Regions from separate parts of the Gossypium hirsutum genome. Here region 1 is linked to region 2. Evidence: chromatin contacts called from public Hi-C data. All regions are on one chromosome and are shown on one strand. Each heading gives the region's core, a stretch centred on a gene start, on an enhancer-like site or on the middle of the called end of the contact. The rest is flanking DNA. Distances are from core to core; before and after follow the strand shown.

Region 1 (4,622 bases), core at 2,067-4,566, 430 kb after region 2:
AATCAGGTTTTAAAAATGATACTTCTGTGTTTTGAAACGTGTAGGGAAGTCAGAATAGAAATTTGGTATTGATACCCTTACTCAAATATCAATACTCGAGGGTAAATATATCGATACTCTATGACAGGTACCAATAATTTTTGTTTATATGATTTTTCTGCGAGAAACATAATGCAAGTTTGGTATTGATTTTCCCGGTGGTATCTATATCACTTAAAGAAAGTACTGATACCCTAGGGTCAGTATCAATACCTACGTGTTTAACTTTGAAATTTTGCTAAGTGGTCCAAATGCTTGAAATATATATTTTTTAAAATGGTTAGTTACATTGATGTATGTCCAACATGATTTAATGATGATTAACGCATTTATATCTTAAAACCTGTGCAAATGCTAGAATAACATGCGATGGCTTTAATAAAATGAAAACTGTAATGTACAAGTAGGGAGATGGTGGTGTGACATATTTATATTTGGGCTTGGCGACTGGATTGGGTATAGAGTATTACAGAAATAGACTTAAAAATTGCAATGGTCGGTATTGCTATTCATCAAGATTTTGCTTATCAGCTCCTTAATTCATATGTTTGAAAGTGAAACTAGATATGAGTTAAGAAGTCGTACTAGTACCACTGATTCTATGAAAGAATACACATTATAAACAGTTTCATTGAAGGCCATAAACAAGCAATGCTCCAACAGCTCCAACACCAGCCAGCAGCCCAATAATGACCCCAATTGGAGGTAGCCCTCCGCCGATAGCTTTGCCAGTATTTATATCATATGGTGCGAATCTCTTCTTTGGTGCTTGACATTGAGGGCATCCATACGTATCAGGCTGGAGAATATTCAGTTAAACTTTCATGACCATGAGAGGACCATTAATCTCCTCCAACAGTTGCAAGCAGAATACAGATTAGCCAATATATACAATGAACATAAATACATGCGAGCACTATATATTTGGTGAAAAGCATCCGAAAGCCATAGGTAACACCTATGGCTTTTATATTTTCTATACCCCTCTTCTTTTTTATATTGATTACTGCTGTCAATTTTAGATGATTAAATCGAATAAGAAGTTTAAATTCTTTTTCTGAGAAACTTGCCTGCTCATCAAAAGGTTTCTGTGCAGTGTATATGTATCCGCAGTCAAGGCAAATATGAGTAGCTCTTGCCTGCAAAATTCTGCATTCCATTAGTACTTTCAACATGTGCTATATAGTCTCATTTAATACACACACAAATGTAACTTAGTATGCTAATCTTTATCTAAAGTGAAGTATAATCTTAGTTGGCCAAAGCTATGTTTGCCTTTTGAGCCTCAGTAAGTTTCCTTCCGAAGCGAGGTGGTGCCGGTCGTTTTGGTAGTCGTTTAACATCAACTTCTGCACCTCTGCAATACATCAAAAGGACTGTCAGATGGCATTTTTTGATGTATTCTCAAGGCTAATACATCATTTTATTGTGTCCAGTAACCGGGTACAACCACATGGCATCTTTTTGGTATGAAAGAACCCTTTCGAGGATAGGAGTTGAAAATGCTGGAATTCAAACTCCAGTTCTGCTAAATACCACTTCTTTAAGGTGGCTACATGAATAGGCTGAGCAAAGCTATGAGCTCAACCAGAAGTCATTTTTATTGGCAATCTTTACTGGACTTCTTCATTTAAGAGAATAATAAAAATAGACTTAGTAGCAGTATAGCAGCTATGCCAACATATCACTGTCTCCTTTCTCAAAGTGAATCGGTATCCATATTCTTCAAGGAAAAAAGAAAAATAACATCCTAGAGGAGGTTTAGCTGCAATATTTCCATTGGGAAAAGGAAAGAAAAAGAACAGAAGAAAAGGACCCTTGTTTGTCTAAACCCTCTGGTAAGCTCCCTCATTTTAGTGAATGGCCAAAATTCGAAAGTGCAAAAGGAGATCATATACTACTATATCTTGATTTGCTTCACTACACACTATAGCACGTTTTCTTGGCATGAAGCCTAATCCATTCATGGATTATTCCCCATGGGACAATCATATTCAATAAATGAGTTTGTATTTAAATCTATAAAGTGAGAAATAACCTTTTATTGACTAAAATTTGTGACTTTGTAACCCACAACAAAGAAGAAATTTTACCGTCTTCTTTGTTATTCCATGAATTTATATCAAATTATCAACAAAAGCTTCCTCCTTTCTACCTATTCACTGAAATTATACAACTAAATTTAGATAAATGATAAGAAGTGAAATTTAGATAAGAAAGCAAACCTGCTAACAACAAAATATACAGAATCGGGCTTTGCCTGTATGGCAGTTTTAGTGAACCCAAGCTTATCTGCAGGCCAAAGTTCATCCCCAAAGAAACTGCTAGTGTAAAGTACCTGATCCCCTGCCTTAAGCCCTGCTTTTGCTGCATTCCCACCCCCATCAACAGCCTGTAGTTGTATCCATCCATTTAAAAAACCACATTGAATTGGAAAGAGAAAAGGCCAAAATACTGTCACATCAATGATGGAAGAAACATCAAAACTTACAGTGATAACTACACCACCTCCTTGCTTCTGACCTAATGTCAAACCTAAAGGCTTGTCAACCTCAACCTCTATAGTTTTTGAAGCACCGGCAGTTCTTGCAGTGATCTCAAGTCCTCTTCCTACATGACTGGAACAGACACTGCTCTTTTTCTCAGCTATGAAGAAATCTGAGATACCCCCTTTGGCCTCTTGAAGAGACAAGCCTTGGAGTGCGGTTTTCTGTACATGCATGGGACAAAATGAGAGGTTTCAGTTAATTGGGTACTGAAGTGAAAGCAGTTTGAGAGAGGATTCAGATGACATGACAAACAGTCATACCTGTGAAGTATTGAATGCCTTGGGAGAAGGGGTGGAGGTAGTTTTGTTGGAGTAGTTCTTCCTGCTGGTGAAGGCGGCAGAACAAGAAGAAGAGGCACCTGCAATCACAGCTGATGACATGGTTGAACAATTGGCAGTGGAAGAGAAAACAGGAAAAGAAAAGGATTTGAGAGGTTTAGTTATGGGCTTTGTTGAGTGAGGTGGCGTGGCTGCTTTGGTGTTGTTCAAGTTGTGTGGATACAAAAGGAGGGTATGACTAGATAAAGCAGGCATATGCTGACAGCCACACGCCCTTCCTAGGCCACTCCTCTCAATTCCACAAATCAGTATTTATTTATTATTATTATTATTTATTAAGTATTGGCGAGTTACATTTTCTTTTTAAAATATAGTTATGTATAATTAATACTTTTCGAACTATAAGAAATATTGATTTTTGAAAAAAAAAATCGGTTTGCTGTTATGTTCCAATTGATTGTCTCAAACATTATTTACAAAATAATTGTAGCTGTAAATAGTAGGAAATTACAAAATAATCTTTCACATAAGAACTCCAAAAGAGATGACTCAAAATAACATTCAACTAGCTTATTTATTTAAAGAAAAATGATTGTATAAAACTGTAATTTCACGTTATTCTTATCCTTTTATAATATGAGAATGACAAATTAGATTTTTATTCCTAATTTTTAGCATTTATTAGAAAATTAAAAGAAAAAATCTGATTTGTCATCCTCTTATCAGAAAATGATAAGAATGACGTAGAATAAAAAATTATTCTCGCCTATTTATTATCTAGAGTCAATAAGATATGGTTTATATTAAATCCTTTATCTATAATTTAAATTTCAAATGCTAAAATTCAGTTCCAAGCAAATTTAAAAACAATTTTAGCACTATGTAAAACTAATTCAAACAAGTTAAGGCTAAAGTTTGCTGTCAATAAACCACTCCTCTTCCTTCTCCCGTCAAATATAATAAAAACAGTTTCAGCTCAAATAAAAAATTATTTGTTGATAGGAAACCAACAAAAATTAAACAAGTCACAAATGCGAACAAAACACACCGCATTTTAATTGTCTAAATTTGTCCCTAGAGATGTTTAAACAATTCATGCAACAACTAAACTAAAGGCAGTTAATCTTGAAAAAAATATGGTTCAAAAATGGTTTTCTTGTATAGCAGAAAATAAAAATTTTAAAAACTAAATTGATTTGTAATATTTATAGCAATGAACCCTTTATCGAAATTACACCTGTGTTTTCAATTAGACTGATCCTTGTCTTTTTTAACTTTCAACCGAACGGCCTTCTCCACTATTCTTATACTACGAACTACTTTGAGTGTAGGCTTGAATGATTCAAATCAAATACAGTACCAAAAATAGTTTTCTTTACTTTCAGTGTGAAAGTAAAATCTCTTCTTAATAGAAACCAACAAAATTGTTATTCCGGAAAATAGATTTAATATTTAGAGAATAAACTCTCACTATTTTCATGCAAAATAACAACATCTTAAAATTGTGTAATTAGCCCTACTGGTGTCATCTACTTATAGAGAGAAGAAGTAAAACTCTTGTTGAATTGTAGAAATCTATTTCAAATAGAAAAATAAACTCCAAGTCTAACTAGAAGTATTGGGGGTGACAACCGTAATTAATAATACTAGGGTTTGCTGTTCAACCCTTTAACATGAGGGGCTTTGGGCCCTTCTCATAACGGGTCCAATTACAAATACTTCTTGAATTTTTAACCCAGTATTTCATAATTCGGTC
Region 2 (4,918 bases), core at 190-2,689:
GCAATCCCAATTCATGCTGGCCCTGCTTCCCATACATGTGAATAATTGTATTATAAGTCATCTCATCTCTACCGAACCCCATTTCAATCATTTCTTCACAAATCTCTTTTACCTTGTCCACATTTCCTTCTCTTGCAAAAGCATATAACAATGAATTATATGTGACTGCATCCGGGAAAAACCCTTTAGACTCTAAATCCCTAAACAGCTGCTCAGCTTTATATGCCATCCCACATCTCCCATACACCGAAATCATAGCATTGTAAGTCCATAAATCAGGTTGACAATTATGGCTGTCCATATCGTCAAAAACCTTCATTGTCTCCTCCAAGTTTGATTCCCTAGAACAAGCACTAATAAGAGTATTATAAGTTATTATATCTGGCCTAAGACCAGACCTCCTGACCTCATTCAAAAGCTTGATAGCTAAATCAGGCACCATAGCTCCTGCTTTCAATCTGGCATTTATTAAAGTATTGAAACTCACGAGGTCAGGCTCACACCCTCTCTTACGCATTAAATCAAGCAGTTCCTGCACTTTCTGAAACCTTCCATTTCGTGCATAAACACCCATCATGGCATTATAAACCTGGACGGTATTTCCAACAGCAGGCTCAGCCCTGGTAAAGATTTCAACAGCTAAAATCTCCTGATTGGCCTTCCCCAGCACAGCCAAGATAGTAGCAAGCATCCTGGCATTAGGGGAATACCAGTTCTTCAAATTTAACCACTCATAAACTTCCAGGGCACGTTGCCAGTTCTCCTGACCAACATATTTCACTAGGAAGCAAAAATCGGTTGGTGTCATCTGAACTTTCCTATCATCCAAAACATCAGCAACAAACTGGTCTTGTTCCAACCCCAAAATCCTGTCTGTCAAAAACTTTACTCTTTCTCTCCAATCTTTGGCCCTTTTCAATGCCAGTTTACTCATTTTCTTAACTCTAGTCTTACTTACTCTCCCCAACTTCTCCTGGGTCTCATCGTTCACTTCCAAAGTTTCAGACTTTGAGGACTCCAAAGACAATTCAGCTTCCTTAACAACATGGGTAAGTTGAGGAGAGGTAGGTGAAAAATGGGTTTGACTTGAAGGGTAAGTTTCAGCTAGTTGAAGTTGAAGGTGAGGCCATCTCTCAGATGGGGAGGCTCTGCTATAGCTAAATGTGATGTTATTACTAGAGCTGTCATTTGAGTGTTCATTTAGTGAAGGAGTTGAGATGTGGGAAGAAGAGCAAGAGATAGAGGTGTTCATGCATACCTTTGAAGTAGGAGAGGCAAAGGTTACAACAAGTCCTCCATTGCAAGACATGGCCATGGCCAAGGCCAATGCCCTCTTGCCTTCTCAAAGTTCAAGCCGAGTGATGCGGAAGAAAACAAGATAAAAGATATTTCTCCCCCATTGCTTTTGGCGGGGGGCGGAGCGGATGTTTATTCTGGAGTTGGGAGTTGCTGGTCGAATAGATGTTTCTGTTTCCCTAAAAGTTGGGTCCAACTTGGTTTGGGTTTAATTGGCCCATCTGACTTCCAAGCCTACAGAATTTCATAAAATTACTACTTTGGTCACTCAAGTTTGAAGATGCTCCTATTTTGGTCACTTAAAATGTTTTTTCTCAATTTCATCACACGTGTTAGAAAAATTATAAATTTTTAGACTTAAATCCCTAATGGTACATTGATGTGTCCTAATAAAAAAAATTTAATTCTCAACATTTACTTTTTTTTAGTTTAACTCTAATTCTAAAATTTTAAAATATTTAATTATAAAAAAATTTAATATATATGTGAAAATTATTTTTAAAAAAACTCTAATTTCTCTATAATTAAGAATCTCATAAATCAAAGAAAATGTTATTGATGACAAAAAGAAACCTAATTAGCTTAGGTCAATTTAGCTGTGGAATCCACACTCGAAAGAGATTTTTTTTTTTTTTTAGTTTCTGACTTTTCATTCTGAATCTCTGAACAATAAAGAAAATGAAAAGATTTAATAAACTAGACGTCTTTTTCCTTTAATTGTAGGATGTGGTTAAAAATGGAAATGACTTTAAAATATAATATATTAAAATAAATATTTTTTAACAAATTAAAAATTAATAAAAAAATCTTTATACTTAAATAATACTAAAATAGTTGCAACTTAGCAAGTAAATATCTCTAAAATAATAATAAAATTAACAATAAAATGAAAGTTATATAATATCCAAATAATAACAATAAAATATTAACAATATAATAGTGAAAAAACTTATTTGGTTTGAGCCGAGCCAAAAAATCTCATCCGATGTTCAACTCAGAAAATAAATTTTATTTTTTATCATAACTTAATTTTCAGATTTATATTTTATTCAAATTCACTAACTTTTTAATTAAACTTTTAAATTTAAATGAATAATCCAGTACATAATTAATTCCGGTTACATATAAAGAAAAACATAGTTGAGAGCAAAGGCATAGCAGGCGACAATAGAAATGCGAATAAAGAGGAGAGAGAAGTGGCAGCCTCAAAAAAAGCGAAGGTAGTGCTGGTCATCAGAGTTGCATAGGTACTTCTTGCAAGCTTTTGAGCAACTCGGTGGTTCACATATCGAATTGTTTTTCCATTGCAATTTATTTCAATTTCTTTTTTTATTTATTTATAGAATTGGAATTTGTTTTTCAGTTGCAATGCCTAAGCAATTTAGGGAGCTGATGAAGGTTGATGGGCTTACAAATGATTAAGTTAAAAAGCCATTTACAGGTTTGTAGTACTAATTTAAATCATTAAATGTTATTCACAATAAACTAAAAGCATGTAAATATGATTGTAATACCTCTAATTTGAATTGGCCACGATATCAATCAAACAATGCTATCATTGATGCTCAGAGGCATCTCTAGTAATCCTATTGACTATACAATACCTATATTCGATCAAAACAATTCTAATTACTATTAAACATTAGATTTATAAATGCTAATTATAAACCTCAGCTTGCCTATATAAACGTGCTAATCTTCGAAATTAGGCTTAGGGTATTGGCACGTTTGAGGATGGTATTGATACCCTATGACTTGAAGTTATTTGTAAAACCTCTTACTTAGATTGTCTGTGATTTTAAATAAGCGGTGTTATATTTTATGTTCGAAGATACTTATAATTTTTCTTAACACATTTAAGATCATTACGAAACATGTTATGATAATAAACAACAAAAAAAATCTAAAATAAAAAAAGTAATTTCATTAGCCATTCGAGACTGGCATCACATGATAAACAATTAAAACATAATATAAACGCATAAGCATATAATAAGCAAAATGCTTATTCTAATCGACTCGGTTACAGATTACATATAACCCCATTATACAACAACTTATCAAATCTAAGCTTACTACCATTTTAAACATAAATCACAATATCACTTCTACGGGTTACTATTTTATTGATTTATTTCAATTTTTATTCATAAGCTTTCCCCTTTTTACTATTCTTCTATCAAATGCACATTTATTAATCTGTCACTCGATTCCATTATACTTTGCTTACCATAACATTTCATCATAATATTCATTTCCAGACTTAATTATTAGATTACAGTACTTTTGACTTAATCCTCATTTCAAAAACACAAATAATTCAAAACATCATACATCATTTATGCTAATATATAGTGTACAATTTCGATTCTGCCCAAGCCTCAAAAGCTCAATACATCCAATTCACACCCAAATCCAACAAGCCCAAATCAGACAAAAAAAAAGAAAACAAAAAAACCAATTAAAATTACAGCTCAAAAACAAATTGAAGGTCCGATGGCCCAAAGTGTTAAACACTTTCAGAAAAAACCTAATCTCCCTAACCCTAGGTGCGCCGCACCTAGGTCTTCAACTACCCTCTGCCACCGCTCCTCTGACACCACCAACTCCTCTACCACCGCCGTTGACCCCCTAGGCCTGCAAAATAGAAATAAAAAAAGAAACCAAAGAAGAAAGCAAAGCAAAAACAGTAGCAAATAGTATACTAAAGTTATTGTATTTGGCTATAAAAGAGCCTCAAACAGACAATGTATTTTGGGGAGGACACATATAGATATCAATCAAAAGCAAAGAAATTTTTAAAAAAAGGTGACTTTTCCTTTCTTTTCGCAAGTTTATTCCAGATATAGTGCCCATATATATATATATATACATATTTTAAAAAATAAAAGGGATTATTCTCACCTTCTTCAAATCGGGGAAATCGGAACCGAAAAGTTCCTTTGGGTTTTTTCCGATTTTCTGGAGTTTTCTTGTTGTTCTAAACTCGGATTTGGGATGAGGGAAGTGAGGAGATTAAAGGGGACTAGTTTCTTACCTTCGGTCACCGTGCGAGGTGGTCATCGGCGACAGACAGATGGCGGTTCGATCGCCGGAAACAAAGGCCCAGAGAGAAACACCCAAGCTCCATTTTTTTTGTTTAAATCACAACTGAAATGAGCTCCATCAAAAAATTTTGGTTTTATAGAACGCATAAAACGGCGTCGTTTAGGGCCGTTGCAGTGGTCTCAAAACGGCGTCGTTTAGCAACCCAGACCCGGGACCCGACCTTAACCCGCTTAGGATCCGCGTGTTTTTGGACTGGGGGTCTATTTTCGCCCTCAATCCCTCCGCTTTGAGGCCGGTTTCAATGTTGTCCCATTTCCCTTTCTTTTCTTTTTAATTTCACCCCTGAAATTTCATTATTGTTTCATTTTGGTCCTTAATCGAACGGTGCGTTTTGGGTGGACGGGTTTATTACCCATTTGGTCCTCCTTGGTTACTTTCGCATTCGCATGGGTCCCTGTTTTAATCCGAACAATTTATTTTATTTGCAAATTATCCTTCTTATTTTAATTTGATTTCAATTAAGTTTTATTTAGATTCATTTTTACAGCTTTTTTTATTCGTGTTTATTTATTGG

What was found. A called contact is a pair of places that touch in the nucleus more often than the background predicts.
Region 1: a Hi-C map of leaf shows a contact between it and region 2, with 1.9 times the contacts expected there. The contact joins the promoter of LOC107924794 here to the promoter of LOC107924827 in region 2. A contact is called at or near these places in 7 of 34 Hi-C or Micro-C datasets (callus, leaf and seedling).

The regions. Positions count from the first base shown.
Region 1 is chrA02:101,664,799-101,669,420 of Gossypium_hirsutum_v2.1, forward strand. It overlaps LOC107924794, which reads right to left and starts at 3,317. Exons shown (of 6, transcript XM_016855390.2): 1 at 2,849-3,317; 2 at 2,531-2,749; 3 at 2,265-2,431; 4 at 1,315-1,396; 5 at 1,110-1,178; 6 at 520-838. The coding sequence starts at 3,121. The coding sequence ends at 668.
Region 2 is chrA02:101,234,988-101,239,905 of Gossypium_hirsutum_v2.1, forward strand. It overlaps LOC107924827 (pentatricopeptide repeat-containing protein At3g18110, chloroplastic), which reads right to left and starts at 1,440. Exons shown (of 4, transcript XM_016855438.2): 1 at 1-1,440. The coding sequence starts at 1,315.